2 separate regions of the Mus musculus genome follow, and region 2 is linked to region 1. A link is a contact called in public promoter capture Hi-C data. All regions are on one chromosome and are shown on one strand. The core of a region is the stretch at or near the end of the contact, and the rest is flanking DNA. Distances in the headings are between cores, read along the strand shown. Region 1 holds the start of Amotl2 (angiomotin-like 2). Region 2 holds the start of Trim71 (tripartite motif-containing 71).

Region 1 (7,651 bases), core at 3,168-5,667:
GGCAGGGTTCAATAGGGCTGGTCCAAAAGAAGAAACTCTTCCTGACCGGCCCTGAAAAGGGAGGTGAGGTGGGGGTCTGGGGGAGTGGAGGCTAGAGTAAACCCACGAGGCTCCACCCCCCCCACACCCCCACACATCCCCGCTCCCCTGGCTCCCCTACTAGGCCCAAGGCGGCTATTCTCTTCCAGAGTGAAGAAAACCGAATTGGTGGGAAATGGAGGGACCAAATAAGGATTCAGCAAGGGTGACTGACTTTGAACCCAGAGGGTCCCCAGCCAGGTTCCTTGGAGCCCACCTCACCCCACCCCAAAGGAGGTACAGCAATGGTGCCTGTTTCTCTGGAAAAGGCACAGGGGCCAATAAAGATGACTAAGGCAGCCCCTCATTTCTAGGAACATGGACTCCTGCAATGATCTGGCTTCCTGCTTATACTAACTGGGCTCCCAGCCTAGCTCCAATGACCCATTCTCTAAGGCTAGTATTGATCTCTTAAGAGCCAATCATATCATGCCCTCCAATACACACACACACACACACACACACACACACACACACTCCCCGAGAGTTCACACACACACACTCCCCGAGAGTTCACTTCACAGGAAGTCAAGCCAAGTCACTACTCTGGTCCAACAGCATCCTGAGCCCCCCCTTTCCCCCCAAAGCAGCTCACTCACTCACTCACTCACTCACTCATCTAGGCCCATAAGCACAAGGGAAAAGCTAGTAAGTAATTAACTGGCAGACAGTAACTATACAGAAGTGGCCCAGCGAGCCACCTAGTTCTTTCAGCCTCAATAGCAACACCTCCCAATGATGAGCCAACAACAAAAAATGTCCACCTTCTCTTAAAAACCTTCAATAAGTTCCACCTTTGGCCTACTTAACTCGGGAGAAGTTTGGTAAGGATTCCTATTGTCTTTAGTTAGTTCTTTCTTAGAAAAAAAGAAATGCTCACCTTTGAACCCCATTCACATCCCTGGGAGCCCTCCTTATTTGAATGCTATAGACAATGCTATGTATATTTTGAGTTAAAGCAATGATGTCAGTTTCTTTTTGTTTTAGACAGTCTTGCTACGTTGTCCAGGCTGGTGGTGTGATCCTCCTGCCTCACCTAAACATTACAGGCATGCTACCATGACTGGATCAGCTAAATCCCCTTACCCTCCAGCCCCCCCAGCTCTCCCTTCTCAAGACAGGAGAGGGTAGATCTAGATCAGACAGCCCTAGGAACTGGTGGGGGTGCCCTGGGATTGGGATCATGACAGTTGAGATCCACGATATATATGATCTTGGGGTTCTCCTCCTCCTGGGAGACCGAACTAGAAAGAAATCTGGGGTTACCTGACTTCGGCATGCTGGAAGTGTGGGCTGCTTCGGGGTCGGTATCTTGGGTCAGTGACAGCCGCAGTCTCCTGAGCCATTACAGCGTGTGGGTACTGAGGTGGTGGCCCGCGGGGCTCTGGGCCCTCAGCTGGGGGCCCTCGGGGTTGGGGGCCCTGCTGGCTGCGGGCCAGCTGAGGGAAGCTGTGGGAAGAGCTCATGTGGCTGGGGACCCGAGCACCGTTTCTTTCCAGGGACAGTTGCAGAAGCCGTTCACTCAAGGAGCGCACATGGCCATGCCTCAGCTCTCGAAGAGCTTCATCCTGTCGCCGGCCGCCTCCGGACACCCCTCCTCTAGGATCCCGGTCCCCAACATGCGGCCGGGACCCTGCCTGCTGCGCTGCGTAGTACTGCGAATGGGCTTTGGCCTCCTCATAGGTGGGCAACTCTTCTCCTTTGCTGGGCTGTGGGCACAGCCGGTACAGCCTGTTCTCTGCCAGGTGGGTCTCTCCACCCTGATGCTCCTGGCCCTGGGGCTCCTGCCTGGTGGCTTGCTGCAGCACCTGACTGTCCTCGGGTGCTCCGATCTCCAAGGAAGCCTGGGGGCTCCCCGTGCCCCCAGCTCCAGCCCCACCCCGCAGGGCCTGCTGCTGGATAGCCAGCAGAGTGCGAGTCTCTGTCAGGTTGCCGTAGCGCAGCTGCTCTTGGATGAGACGGTGCAGGACTGTCCCTGAGGAGTCTTCCAGTGTCCTCATGCTTCTCTGGCTTGCACACACCTGCCTAGACAATGGCCAGCAGGCACCTGGTCTCAGAGCACCTAAGAGACAGAAAGAATAGCAGTCAAAGGAAGCACAAACAAAGGAGGGAGGGGCACTTGCAGGAACACTCTGGATGAAGGAGGAGGCTGGGTGGGTAGGTGGGTGGTTTTACACAGGCCCAGATGCAAGTGCTAATATGGCCATCTATTGATTAAGTTTAGTTACTGAGCTTCTGATCCTTAGTTTGCCATTAATATAAATATATATATGCATATATGTATATACATACATATATATGTACACACACACACACACACACACACACACACACACACAGTGTGTCTCTTGGAGTTGAAATGTAAGAAGCTGAGCGCCTGGTATGCTATAAATCCTTGGCAAATGCTTATCATTGTAACATTTATGGAGATTTAGCTGATCTTACAGATATACAACAGAAAACCAGAAGGCTATCTCATATCACAGTCCCCGGCAGTCAGCCATTACCCCAAACAATCTCATGGGCAAACTGTAGGACAGGCGTCCATCAAATTCAACCACTTAGCAATAGGGTTCCCAGTTTACTGGCAGGCGGTAAAGAAAGAATGTAGCCCAGCAGAAAGAAGCCCTAAGCAAATAATTCCATTGATTCTTTAGAATAAAGACGCGTGAGCCAGACCCTGGGCTCAAAGGCTGCTGATAAAATAAATCTGAGTCTCCCTGTCACAGATGACCTTAGCAGCCACTCTGCAAGGTGAGCAGCACAAGAAGCCCCATGGAAATTGGTGAGGAGGCAGAGGGGAGCTTGCAGTAACTGAGCCAGGGAAACATTTTCCATGACCACCAACCTCTTTTCTTGGCACACACATTTGCTACTTAGAAAAACCCCTCCCTACGTGTATGCTAGAGGCACACAGGGGATGATCCCTCTGCATCTCTGTTGATATTAGTAACAACTACCTATGCCAGTTGATGGGGTAATGAGGCGAGGGGGGAGACAAAGGAAGGGGGTGGTGGCCCCTTTCTGTGCCATACTAATGCTAGCCCCCTGTCCTACCTCAGTTTGGGAATGGTATGTTGGCAGAGCTGGAGAAAGGTAATGAGCCCTGACGATACCCAAGCCAGCAACTAATCCTCCCCCCCCCCCCCAACTGCACCCTGCAATGTGTAAGACTTGAAGAGTCTGCTCACACGCGGCTTTTTCTACGCGGTATTTCCTAAGTTAATCACTGTCTGGGCTGACTCGCGCTAAGGATCCGGGAGCGGCTAGAAGGAATGCTGAGCCTTCCCGGCAGATTCCAGGCGCGCCGACTATGAGCCAGGCTCTCGGAGCACCGAACATTTCCGAGGCCTTTCATCGCACAAACGTCCCAATCGAATCCCCTAGATGCACAATCTTTCTTTCAAATACTTATATAAGAGCACTTACTGAAAATCAACTTCCTTACACGGGCGCTGTACCTGGGCTGCACTGGAGCGCTGCACTCGGAAAACCAGCCACCTTTCTAAGCAAACACGGGTCTCTGGCCTTGGCCTGGGCTCACTCCAGCAAAAGGAACCAACGCTAGTCTCCAAGTCAACCAGGCCAGTCCAGGGTCCCGGCGTTACTCACCTCTACCGAGGCAGACCACTAGCACCGGTGGCTGCCCGAGCGCCCCGGGCGAGCAAAACCCGCAACCGCGAGAGGTCTTTAAGCATCGCGGGTACGCCTCTCTCCCTAACCCTCTTTGTTTTCCAAATACTTCAGCGCTGACGTCACCGGACTGGACAGCAGGCTGCATTCTTTCTAAGTGAGAGCCAGTTCGTGGCTCCGCAGAGGATTTTCCAAGGAAGACAAAGAGGAATTCTTGAGCTAGCTGAGGGTAAAAGCCACCTGTATCCCCAATCCAGACAAAGCAGCCACGGTAACCTCATAATTCAGCGAGATATGCCTACCGCAGCTTTTCACTTGCCCCGCACGCGAGACGCACACTCCCAAACACTGATCCTCTGTCCTTCCTCCAGCCCCAGTGGGTCGGAGAATGGTGTCCTCACCCCCACAAAAGCGCGAGCAGTCTAGGCTAGACACCCAGGATCGATCCTCGAAAGGGTTCACAGTCTCCCCTCCCGCTCCCGGGGAGGCTCGTCCACCCCAGCTCCGATCTCCAGAAAGGGTCGGACTGATCGCGGTGTCCCGCTGCTGCTGGGAAGCGTCCCCGCCGGCCTCGCGCACTGCCCGGAGTGCCCGGCACCTTGCTTACCGCTGCGGCCCGCGGCTGCCGGCGCACGCAGACCCGGTTCGGCTTAGGTACAGTCAGCAACGGAGGTGCGCACTAGTCGGTGGCGCCGATGATCTGCTTGCTCGCGCCCCAGTGCGCAGCCTCTAGGTCAGCCCGCGCTGGAGGCGGCTGCTATGCCAGGAATGTGAGAGTTTCAGGTTCCCCCTCGGGATCAAAGCGAACCACAAATAACCTCTCAGCGCGCCGCCCTCCTCCGCTCTCCGCCTCCCTCCGCTCCCCGGGCCAGCCCCCGCCTTCCTCCCGGGAGGCGGCGCTGCGGCTGGCCGCTGGGCTGGCCTCAGCCTTGTCCCCTTGCCACTCTGGGCTCTGGCGGCCGTGCGGCATTCATTCCCTGCCACCCTGCTTTGTGTCCTAGCTGTTGGGAGTGTCTTAACCAACTCGTCCCAAGATCGCCCCACCACTGCCCGCACCGGGTTCTCACCCTCCATTCCTACAGGCACCGAGGGACGACTCCAGGGATCAGCCTCTCACGCCCCTATGGTGGCTGTAAGAAGGGTCTGTGGCGTTTTGGAAATGGCGGGAGGACTGCACAGCAGTTCACATCCGCCCAGCCTTGACAGTGTTGCAGACGAAACGATGTTTCGGCCCGCCGCTGCCCAGCCTCTTTCCTAACTCCTACTATTTCACCCCCCAGCGGCAAACTTTGAATTGCACTTTTATTGTTTACAAACACCTTGGCCAGCTCTTTTAATCCTGCCTCTACAGGAAGTGTGTGAATCTGGGTTGAAAATCTGGTGGATTTAACCCACTACCTAACTAAATGAATCAACCACTCACTGGGCATTCGGTCCAACTCCTCCCTAACTCCGCTCATCTTTAAGCCAAGCACGCGGCGGGTCACCACTTGCTTTTTACTCGGCCATCCGACTCCAGTAACCCTCCGACGGTGCTCTTATCATGTCTGTAATAAATAAGAAACCAAGGTTCAGAGAGTCTAAACAACTTGCCTAGGGTCACACAGAGAGTAGCCAATGAAGCCAGGTCCCTTTTCTTGGTCTTCAAAATCCGGTCTCCGTAACCTGACAAGGCAGAGAGTCTCTGCTTCCACCTACCTGTCCCGAGTTTCAGTGTCTTTTCCACCTCGTCTACACCTAGCCAACCCTCTTTGTCTTCCGCTTCTCTGGCTTTTGGTGTGGAATCGACTCCTTTGTCATTTGGACCCTTCTACTTCCCCAGGAGACTCCTCCAGCTTAGCTGCTCTGACTCCCTCCCCTCCCCGCCCCCCCCACCCTCTTTCTGGTTAGAGCGTGCATTCCTCAGTCCCATCCACCTCGAATCAGGACCAATTTCTGCTGCGGGACTGCCGGGCCCAACCCCCTCCTTCCCTCGGCGTTCTCAATTCCTAAGTTTGCTGGAGGGGACCAAGGACAAGAAACCTTTCAAACTCAATAGTCAGGGATGTGGTTATTTTTGTATAAAGCTTTCCTTTAAAAGGGAGGGGTTCTCAGGAGTTAACCCCCCTTGCTGCCTTTACAGAGGATGTGCCTTCGATTCCCAGCACCTACCTGGTGGTTCACAGCCATCTGTAACTCCAGTTCCAGAGGATCTGATAGGCAATTCTAAATTATGCTGGTACGAGGCACCTACATGGTGTTTGACCGTACATGCAAGCAAAGCATTCATACATATAAGATAAAACAAAAAGCCTAAAAAGAAAACAAAAAAATGTGTATATGTTTTACTTGAAATCCAAATATTGCATTTTAGATTCTGTTTGTGTCTGACACAGATGAGAAAATAACAAATGTGCCAAGCTAAAGGCTACCTTACAAAGAGAAATTGTGGCTCGCACACACACACCATTGTCCCCGCTGGCTGCGGTAGGAGCCTATGACAAAGACTAGAGAAGGGATTCCCAGGTGCCCTCACTTCATGGGCAGCATTCTTGGAAACCCTTGGTGGAGAGACACCTACTAGGTGCAGGCACATATGCTCTGCATTACAAAATCAGGGGAAAGGCCATATGGCGCAGTCCTGGGATTCACTGACACCTAACAAATGTTTGACTAACAAGCATTCCTGAGATACTCTGAGAAAGGGGCCAGTTTAAGGCAGCTAGAATCCAAAGGTTCAATTTGGGGGGGTGGGCAAGCCTACTTCAGTCCAAAACAAGCCCTGAGTCAGTTTAGGTATGTGGCTCAAAGGGACAGAGTCTGGGGAGGGAGTCTCAGATGGAATTTACACACATTTTTTTTTCTCCTCTTTGCAAGAAGGTCAGGCCTGAGGCCTCAGTGGAATCTGCCTGAGCTGGCAACCACACCTGGCTCTGCAGGGTGCTGGATTGAGACCGTGGCCTTGTCTCAAATGTCCCAGGGGAGCTTAAACACTGGTGGGCCCTGGGGTGGCCAGCCTGCTTGCACATCCATCTTCACTGAGAACAGGGAGAAAGAGACCCAAGTAGGGAGGCAGGTGCTTCCTACCTCACCTCGGTCTCTCTCTCCCTGATTTCTCCCCACCCCCTGCAGGTAACGATTCTTCCCTGATGACTCTGGGACTTGCTGGGTTTGGAAACTTGCCCGGGGATAGCTGCAAAGCTGACCCAGTTCTCAGAGAAAGCCATTGCTTTGGAGAGCTCAGCTCACAGGGGTGTGGCTGCATCCGAGGTGTGTTCTGGGTTTAGCAAATTGTTCAGATGCCCATACCCTCTCCTCCCTCCTCATCCTGATCAGGCAGCTGCACCTCCCAGCCCCCTGCTGGAATGTGAGGGCAGGTCCTCTGCCGAGCCCCCTGCCTTGAGCTACCCAGAAGAGACCTGCTTACTTACTTCCCAAATGGTTGGTTGGTGGGGGGAGGGACTCTGGGGCTCTCGTGGCAACATCAAAGGAAACCAGCTGGTTGTGAAATTCCCCTTCCCAGCTTCCCTTGACACTCTACTTGACAGGTTATGGGAACAGGAAGCCGACTAGTATCCAGGGCCAGAAACAAAACACTAGAAGAGCTGATGATGTAAGTGCCACAGAGATGAAAATACCAACCCTTCTCTGTTCCACTGGTGGAGGAGCCAAGCAAGAGCCTTTGGTGGTTTTTGTTTTGTTTTGTTTTGTTTTGTTTTGTTTTGTTTTTCTGCACACTTTCTGCTCATCCTCAATGGCCCCTACCTCTGCTTTAGATCCCCAGCTTTCCATCACTGTGACCTCCTCTTTTTCTTCCCAGGTCTCAGACCAGCAGGCTCACATAGGGTAGCTGGGAAGGGGCTGTGTCCTCGGGGGTTAAATCCTCAAAAGATGGAGCATTTGTGAATTAAGGCCCCGTGTCTGTGAAGGTATGGAGTGGCTTTTCTACAACCGAAGGGGC
Region 2 (7,651 bases), core at 2,833-5,332, about 12 Mb before region 1:
TTTTCTTTTTCAGAAAACAAGTAACAAATCCTGCAAACAACAATAACAAATCTGAAGTCAGTCTCACAAAGGAAAAGAAACAAACTGAAAAGTTGGTCAACTATGTTTACAGGCAGGTCTGCACCGTGGCAAAGCACAGGGGCACACAGACTCATCACTACCTTAGGTTTTTTTGTTTTTTTGTTTTTCGATACAGGGTTTTTCTGTGTAGCTCTGGCTGTCCTGGAACTCACTTTGTAGACCAGGCTGGCCTTGAACTCAGAAATCTGCCTGCCTCTGCCTCCGGAGTGCTGGGATTAAAGGTGTATGCCACCACCGCCCGCCACACTACCTTCGTTTTAATAATTTATTTTTTTATTTTAGTACACTGGTGTTCTGGCTGCATGTATGTCTGTGAGGGTACCCTCGAACTGGAACTACAGACAGTTGACAACTACCACGTGGGTGCTGGGAATTGAACCCAGGTCCTCTGGAAGGACAGCCAGTGCTCTTAGCTGCTGAGCCATCTCTCCAGCCCTACTACTTTCTGAATATTTTTTTTTTTTGAGACAAGTTCTCACTAGGTAGCCATGATTGTTTTGGAATTAGGTAGGTAGACCAAGCTGGCTCTGAAGTCACACAATTCTGCCTGTCTACCTTCTGAGTGCTTGACTAAGGTGTGTGAACTTGTTTCTAGACACGATTTTTTTTTTCAGGATTGATGTATGTATCAGAGGGTCTTGTCTGCATGTGTGTATGTGGATTGTGTGTGCCTGGTGCCAGGGCAGGGAGTGGGACCCCCTGGAACTAGAGATAGAGGGTTGCGAGCACCCCCACGGGTGCTGGGAGCTGAGTGTGGGTCCTCTGGAAGCTCTGCACAGCAAGTGCTTTCAACAGCTGGGCCCCTCTCCAGCTCCTAGCTAGCTCTTGAGATCATAACAGAAGAATCCTGCATTGCCAACAGGCAGTACTAGCCAAGCAGACACTTGGGAGGCTGAGGCAGGGTGATTATTGAGGTCAATATGAAGAAAAAGTAAAAGATACCACAAGAATGTCCTTTCAAAGATCCCAGATCAGATGTATACCTCTCCCCCCCCCCCCCAAATACAAACACACAGAATTTTCTTTTCTGCGACATGGCGTTCTGGAACTCCTTCTGTAGACCAAGCTGGCATTGAACTCAGAGATCCATCTTCTTCCAAGAGTTGGGATTTAATGGATGTGCCACCACTGCCTGGCCACTCTGCAGTTTATTTATTTATTTATTTATTTATTTACTTACTTACTTACTTACTTATTTTTGAGACAGGGTACCACTATGCAGCCCAGGCTGGCCTAAGCCTTTCAGTTTTGCTAACCCGGCCTCCCAAATGCTGGCATTTCAGGCTGTGCCACCATACCAAGCTTCAGCCGCTAATTTTATTGCTTTGTCTTGTCTTTTGAGACGGAGGCTGGCCAGGAACTGATTGCAATGTTCCTGCCTTAACCTCTGTGTGCTGGGATTGCAGATACTGAGACACCATGTCCAGCTTCTGCCCCTATTTTTTTTTATCAATACAACGTTTAGGTGCTGTAGAGATGGTTGAACATTTAAGAGAGCTTACTGCTTGTCTTAGTTAGGGTTTTACTGCTGTGAACAGATACCATGACCAAGGCAACTCTAATAAGGACAACATTTAATTGGGGCTGGCTTACAGGTTCAGAGGTTCAGTCCATTATCATCAAGGCAGGAACATGGCAACATCCAGGCAGGCATGGTGCAGGAGGAGCTGAGAGTGCTACATCTTCATTTGGAGGCTGCTAGTGGAAGACTGAACCCAGGCATCTTAGGACTAGGGTATTAGCCCACACCCACAGTGACACACCCACTCCAAATGGCGACACCTCCTAATAGTGCCACTCCCTGCCTCAAGCATATATATATAAACCATCACACTGTTCCACCAGAAGACTGGAATTCAGTGCCCAGCACCCATATCAGCAGCTTGAGAAATCCCTGTAACTCCAATTTCAAGGAATCTTAATACCCCCTTCTGGTGTCAGTGGAGACCTGTGCACACACCTATACGACACAATACATCTTTAGATAAACTTGTGTTACACTTTACACTTGTGTGTGTGTGTGCGTATGTGTGTGTGTATGTGTGTGTGTGTATGTGTGTGTATGTGTGTGTGTGTATGTGTGAGTGTGTATGTGTGTGTGAGTGTGTGTGTGTGTGAATGTGTGTGTATGTTTGTGTATGTGTGTGTGTGTATGTGTGTGTATGTGTATGTGTGTGTGTGTGTGTGTGTGTATGTGTGTGTGTGTGTATGTGTGTGTGTGTATGTGTGTGCACTGTGTGTGTGTGTGTGTGTGTGTGTGTGTGATGTATTCTTGCTGCCACAGAAGATAATGTGCTTCTCTCCTTCCACCCTGTGATACCGGGAACTGAACTAAAAATTCAGATTTAGTAGCAAGTGCCTTTACCTTGCAGAGAGATCTGTGCCCAAACGGTCATTAAAATTTTTTTTGAAGCCTTCCCTAACAATTTCATTATAAACAGAAAGGAGAGTTCCTTCTGGTCCTCATTTTTATATTATAAAGTCTCCCATCTTTGTTTAGGGGAGCTCTGTTCAGTTTTGGAGGGCCCATAGTTAATTTTCACTTCCACATCCCAGGAGTAGAAGGTCACAAAGGGATCTTCGATGTTGTTTGGACAGTGGAGCTCTGGAAAGCAGAGGGGTCTCTGGTCTTCCCATGATGCTGTAGGTCACTTGTGGGGGGTGGGGGTGGGGGAGAGGAGTGTGTGTGTGTGTGGCTTGTCCCTGAAGTATCTGAGCCCCAAGGGATTTGCCTCTTCAGCAGCCTGTCCAGAATGGATTCATGTTTCTAGAATGATCTTTTCTGTTGTTGTTTTTTTTTTTTTTCCCCATGAATAAAAGGCAGTATCTAGAATTGCATCCTATCCGTATCATTACGATCCAGGAATGGTTACTTAGATTGGAAGCTACATTCTCTTCTAGGCTTTCATAATCATACACACACACACACACACACTCACACACACACACACACACACACACACACACACACACACACACACACACAGTGTGTCTATGTGGGGGTATGTGCACATGAAGCAAGAAGTTCAGAGCCACCCAAAGTGGGGTTCTGAGAATTGAACTCTCCTCTTGATGGACTGCAGAGCTAACCTTTCCAGTTCTTTCATCACTTTCTTGAGAGGTTTCATGTAGCCCAGATCTTGAACGTGTGAGGGTCCAGCGTGCAGTCTTTTTCCTTTCAAAGTATAATCTACAGAGTGAAATTTTATACACAGCTTGATGGCATTTGTTTATGTATTTTACTCGCGAGTTAATTTGACAGAGGGTCTCACAGTGTAGTTCTGCCCTAGCCTCTTGCTTGCTGAATTATAATGGGTACACCACCACACCCATCTTAAGTAGCATTAAAAAAAAAAAGTTCTGAGAGCAGCCTTTCCAAGTCTTTCTTCTGAGAGCCTTAAAGTTTCACCCTCAGAACCGCCTGGGGCACCACCCAGATGGCCGCGGGGCCCGTCAGTGGGTCGCCTTCTCTTAACAGCTGCCTGGGCTCCCATTAAAACTGAGAGCAACCAGCCCCTTGGACGTCCAGAATTCAGAGTCGTTTAGTTCCATGCATCCAACTGCACAACTGTGCGATGCTTGAGGTCGGTCTCAGCTTTGTAGAGTCCTAGAGAAATGTAAAGGAAAAGGAAGAGAAAAAAAAGGGGGTGATGGTGGTGTTGGGGGTGGGGGGACCTAGCTCTCCGGGGCAGTGGCCATCAGCTTCCAAGAGGCAAAGATTCAGAATGAAGTCTTTTTTTCTTTCTTTCTTTCTTTTTTTTTTTTTTAATAAACGGAAGAGTCGCTCTGCGTTCCTCGCCCAGGAGGTTCCAAAGGTCGTCACACTGAGGCCTGGGGGCGATCGTCTCCCCCGCGGCCGGAGCGGGGGAGGAGGGTGGTGGGAGGAGGGGAGGCGTACACAAAAGCCGGCCGGGCCAAGAGGGCTAATGTTTCCTGTTTGCCTGGAACCCCCTCCCCGGCCTCCCCTCCCCCACCCCTCCCAGCACTCGGGCGGAAGTGAGTTTGCTCCTTTGGAGATTAAAAGGATTCCGAATTCCGATCAGTCCCAATAACCCGCGTTCTGAGAGGCGGCAAAGCGGAGAAAGAAGGGGGACACGCGCACGCACACAGCCCCTCGTTCGGGGGAGTCGTGCAAAATAAAGCCCAAAGCAACCCAGGACACCAGGGCATCGGGAGAGCCTGAGCCCGGTAGGCGCAGCGCAGCCGGGGCCACCCGCATCCCCGCTCGGCGAATCGTTCGTAGGAGGATGACGCAGGCGGGAGCCGCGGGCGGCGTTGGCCACGCGGCTCCCGAAGTGGCCGCGCGGGTCCCTCGCGTACTCCTCTGATTCGAGCAAGCCCGGGAGGGAGACTCGGTTCCCGAGGCTCCGGGATTGAAGGGGGGACCCAAGCGAGGGTGAAATGGCCCGATGACAAAGGAAATGTGATCCTCCTTCGCTGCCCAGGTTTCGGAGAGGACGGCCGTGAGGAGGAGGGGCGCGCGGCTCGCGCGGAACGCGGATAGCATTGCACGACGGCCCCGCGCGGAGCGGGCGGCCCGTACATCCAATATCTTCCCGCCGATGAATAATTCAGGGCGGCCCGCGGGGACCTGCGGCCCCGCGCCGCGGAGCGCCTGAGGCCGGAGAAGGGTCGGAGCGCGCGCTAGAGAGCGAGCCAGGAGGCCGGAGGACACGCGGGCGCCGGGCCGCGTGGGGCGCGCGCGCGTGTGAGCGCATAGAGACCGCGGCCCGGCAGGGCTGCGCACGGGCGCGGAGCGTGTGGGGCGCGCGTGCGTACTTGGCACGCGTGCTTCCGCGGGCCGGGGGCCCCCGCACGAGGCGCAGCTGCGCGCCCGAGCCGACCGCGCCGCGGGGGAGGCTGCGCCTCGGCCGCCACGCAGGAGCTCCTGCCGCCGCGTCATGCGGCGGGGCGGCCGGCGGCGCGCGCGGGGACTTGGACTGCTGCGACTCCCGGACGTTTTCCCCTCCCTCCAGGAGGCTCAATTCATTTAGCCGGAGGGCAAGGAAAAAAAAAAAACAACACAAGCAAGACTCGTTGGGACCAAATTGGTTTGCGCCGCGGGGACCGGATTCCACGGCGGACTTTGAGACTTGTGCGGGCGCTCGTTTGCTGAGGAGTAGCAGTGCAAACCCGCCCTGCCGAGGTGGCCCAGGGGTCGCCTCCACCGCGTCCTCGATGCGCTCTGCTGAGTGAGCCGCGCGCCCTCATCCTCCTCGCCGCGCGCCCTCTGCCCTCCAGCCCGCCTGCAAATGGCTTCGTTCCCGGAGACCGACTTCCAGATCTGCCTGCTGTGCAAGGAGATGTGCGGCTCGCCCGCGCCGCTCTCCTCCAACTCGTCCGCCTCGTCGTCGTCCTCGCAGACTTCCACGTCGTCGGCGGGCGGCGGCGGCCCCGGGGCGGCGGCGCGGCGTCTTCACGTCTTGCCCTGCCTGCACGCCTTCTGCCGGCCGTGCCTCGAGGCGCACCGGCTGCCCGCTCCCGGAGGCGCGGGCCCCGCCGAGGCGCTGAAGCTGCGCTGCCCCGTATGTGACCAGAAGGTGGTCCTGGCCGAGGCGGCGGGCATGGACGCGCTGCCATCCTCCGCCTTCCTGCTCAGCAACCTGCTGGACGCCGTGGTGGCCACCGCCGAAGAGCCGCCGCCCAAGAACGGGCGCGCGGGCGGCGGCCCCGGGGGCGCGGGCGGCCACAGCAACCACCGGCACCATGCGCACCACCCGGCCCAGCGCGCCGCCGCTCCAGCGCCGCAGCCGCCGCCCGGCCCGGCCGCCTCCCCCGGGTCGCTGCTGATGCGCCGGCCGCACGGCTGCAGCTCCTGCGACGAGGGCAACGCCGCCTCGTCGCGCTGCCTCGACTGCCAGGAACACCTGTGCGACAACTGTGTCCGCGCGCACCAGCGCGTCCGCCTCACCAAGGACCATTACATCGAGCGCGGCCCTCCGGGGCCTGCGGCCGCCTCCGCGGCACAGCAGCTGGGGCTCGGGCCGCCCTTCGCGGGCGCGCCCTTCTCCATTCTCTCGGTGTTCCCGGAGCGCCTCGGCTTCTGCCAGCACCACGACGATGAGGTGAGTGCGCGTGGGGCGCGGGCGAGGGCAAAGGGACTTTTATTTTATTTTACTTTTTTGTGTGTGTGTGGACTTGTATTATCGCCTCTCCCAAACCCCCAAGTTTCTCGGAGAACCAGGATTTGAGGACGGTTTCCTTCTCTGCATGTCCGAGGAGTCCCAAAACACGAGATTCCCTCCTTTTTTGTTTTCATTTGTTTAATTTTAGTGGTGAGGTTCGAACCCAGAGCTTATGCTACCCAAGTCTGCCCTTGAATTTCCCTTCTTTTTTTTTTTGCTTTTTTTTCCCATTTATTTGTACTCGTGTGTAGGTCAGGATCATTTTCAGGAGTCGCCTTTCCTCACTAAGTGGGACCCGGGGACCCAAGTCAGGTCTTTCAGGTTTTACGGCAAATGCCTCTTAACCAATAAGTCATCTCTAGCCAAACTTCATTTATTAATATTTTTTTCTCCTGTGTGATAAAATGTACAGTGGGCTTATCTTGTTGGGCACGAGTTTTGTGGAGATGAGTATGTTTGTGGAGTCGTGGACTTCTTTTGTGTGGGCCCGCCAGAGGCCGCCCAACGTGCTGAGAGGGCTCTTGGGAGGGGAAGGGATGGTTGCACCGCGGGGTGGCTTCCCGCGTGCGTGGTTGGCCGGACGACTTGATTTTTTTGTTGTCATTTGCACAGGTTGGCATTTACCGCGTTGTTTGCCAGGATGTTGGTAAGGGGCCTTGCCTATGCCATTTTACTAACCAAGGGACCCTGTATTAAGTCCTTATTTTTAATTCTACAGTTGTCTTACGCACTATGTAAAAGCATGTTCTGGTCGGTGAGTACCCACGTGCAGTGACCATGTGACCTCCTTGGGGGCCCTTGAGAGAGATAGAAGCCAGATTGGGACCACCGCAGTTGGGTCTCTGGCCCCATCTCCCGACCCGCGCAGACCGGGTAGCCACCCTGCATCCGCAGGCGCTCTACTTGCCTTGGAAAAACTCGGAGCCTCCCGCAGCTCGGACGGGGGCATACAGTATCAGAGGGCTGCACTGCCGCCCTCAGACCTGACTACCCCTTTGGGCATTATTTTTATTTTGGTATTGGCCCCCTTCTGTTCCCGAGAACCCCACTGGAAGCTGAGAGCAGAGGCTAGGCAGAACCCCTCTTATCCTTGATGGGTTAGGTAACCTGGTCTCAATCTGCATGTGAGCCTGAGACCCTGTGCGATTTGCGGAGGTATTCCTGGCGTTGGGAGGACAGCAGGGGACAAACACAATCCCGCGCGGCTAGGCTAAGTGTGGGATTGCGACCACCGCCGCAGCGGGGTCCACGGTCTAACGTTATTGGGGAGGAGGGCGGAGTTATCCTCTGACGGCCTTAAATTGACTGAGGTTGGGGGAAAAAATTAATTGTAGTGCTAAGAGAGTAAACTTTCTAAAGGTTAATTTTGAAGTGAAGTCAGTGACACACTTGGGTTTTCAGCCCAGGGTTGACTCCCGTTTTCTCGCATTTGTGGTTGGATGTTT

What was found. Promoter capture Hi-C pulls out the DNA fragments that hold promoters and counts their contacts.
Region 2: a promoter capture Hi-C map of cranial neural crest shows a contact between it and region 1. The contact joins the promoter of Trim71 here to the promoter of Amotl2 in region 1.

What each region holds. Positions count from the first base shown.
Region 1 is chr9:102,714,570-102,722,220 of GRCm38.p6, reverse strand. Amotl2 (angiomotin-like 2) reads right to left here and starts at 4,417. Exons shown (of 10, transcript NM_019764.2): 1 at 4,319-4,417; 2 at 1,345-2,140. The coding sequence starts at 2,078.
Region 2 is chr9:114,560,800-114,568,450 of GRCm38.p6, reverse strand. Trim71 (tripartite motif-containing 71) reads left to right here and starts at 4,082. Exons shown (of 4, transcript NM_001042503.2): 1 at 4,082-6,146. The coding sequence starts at 5,334.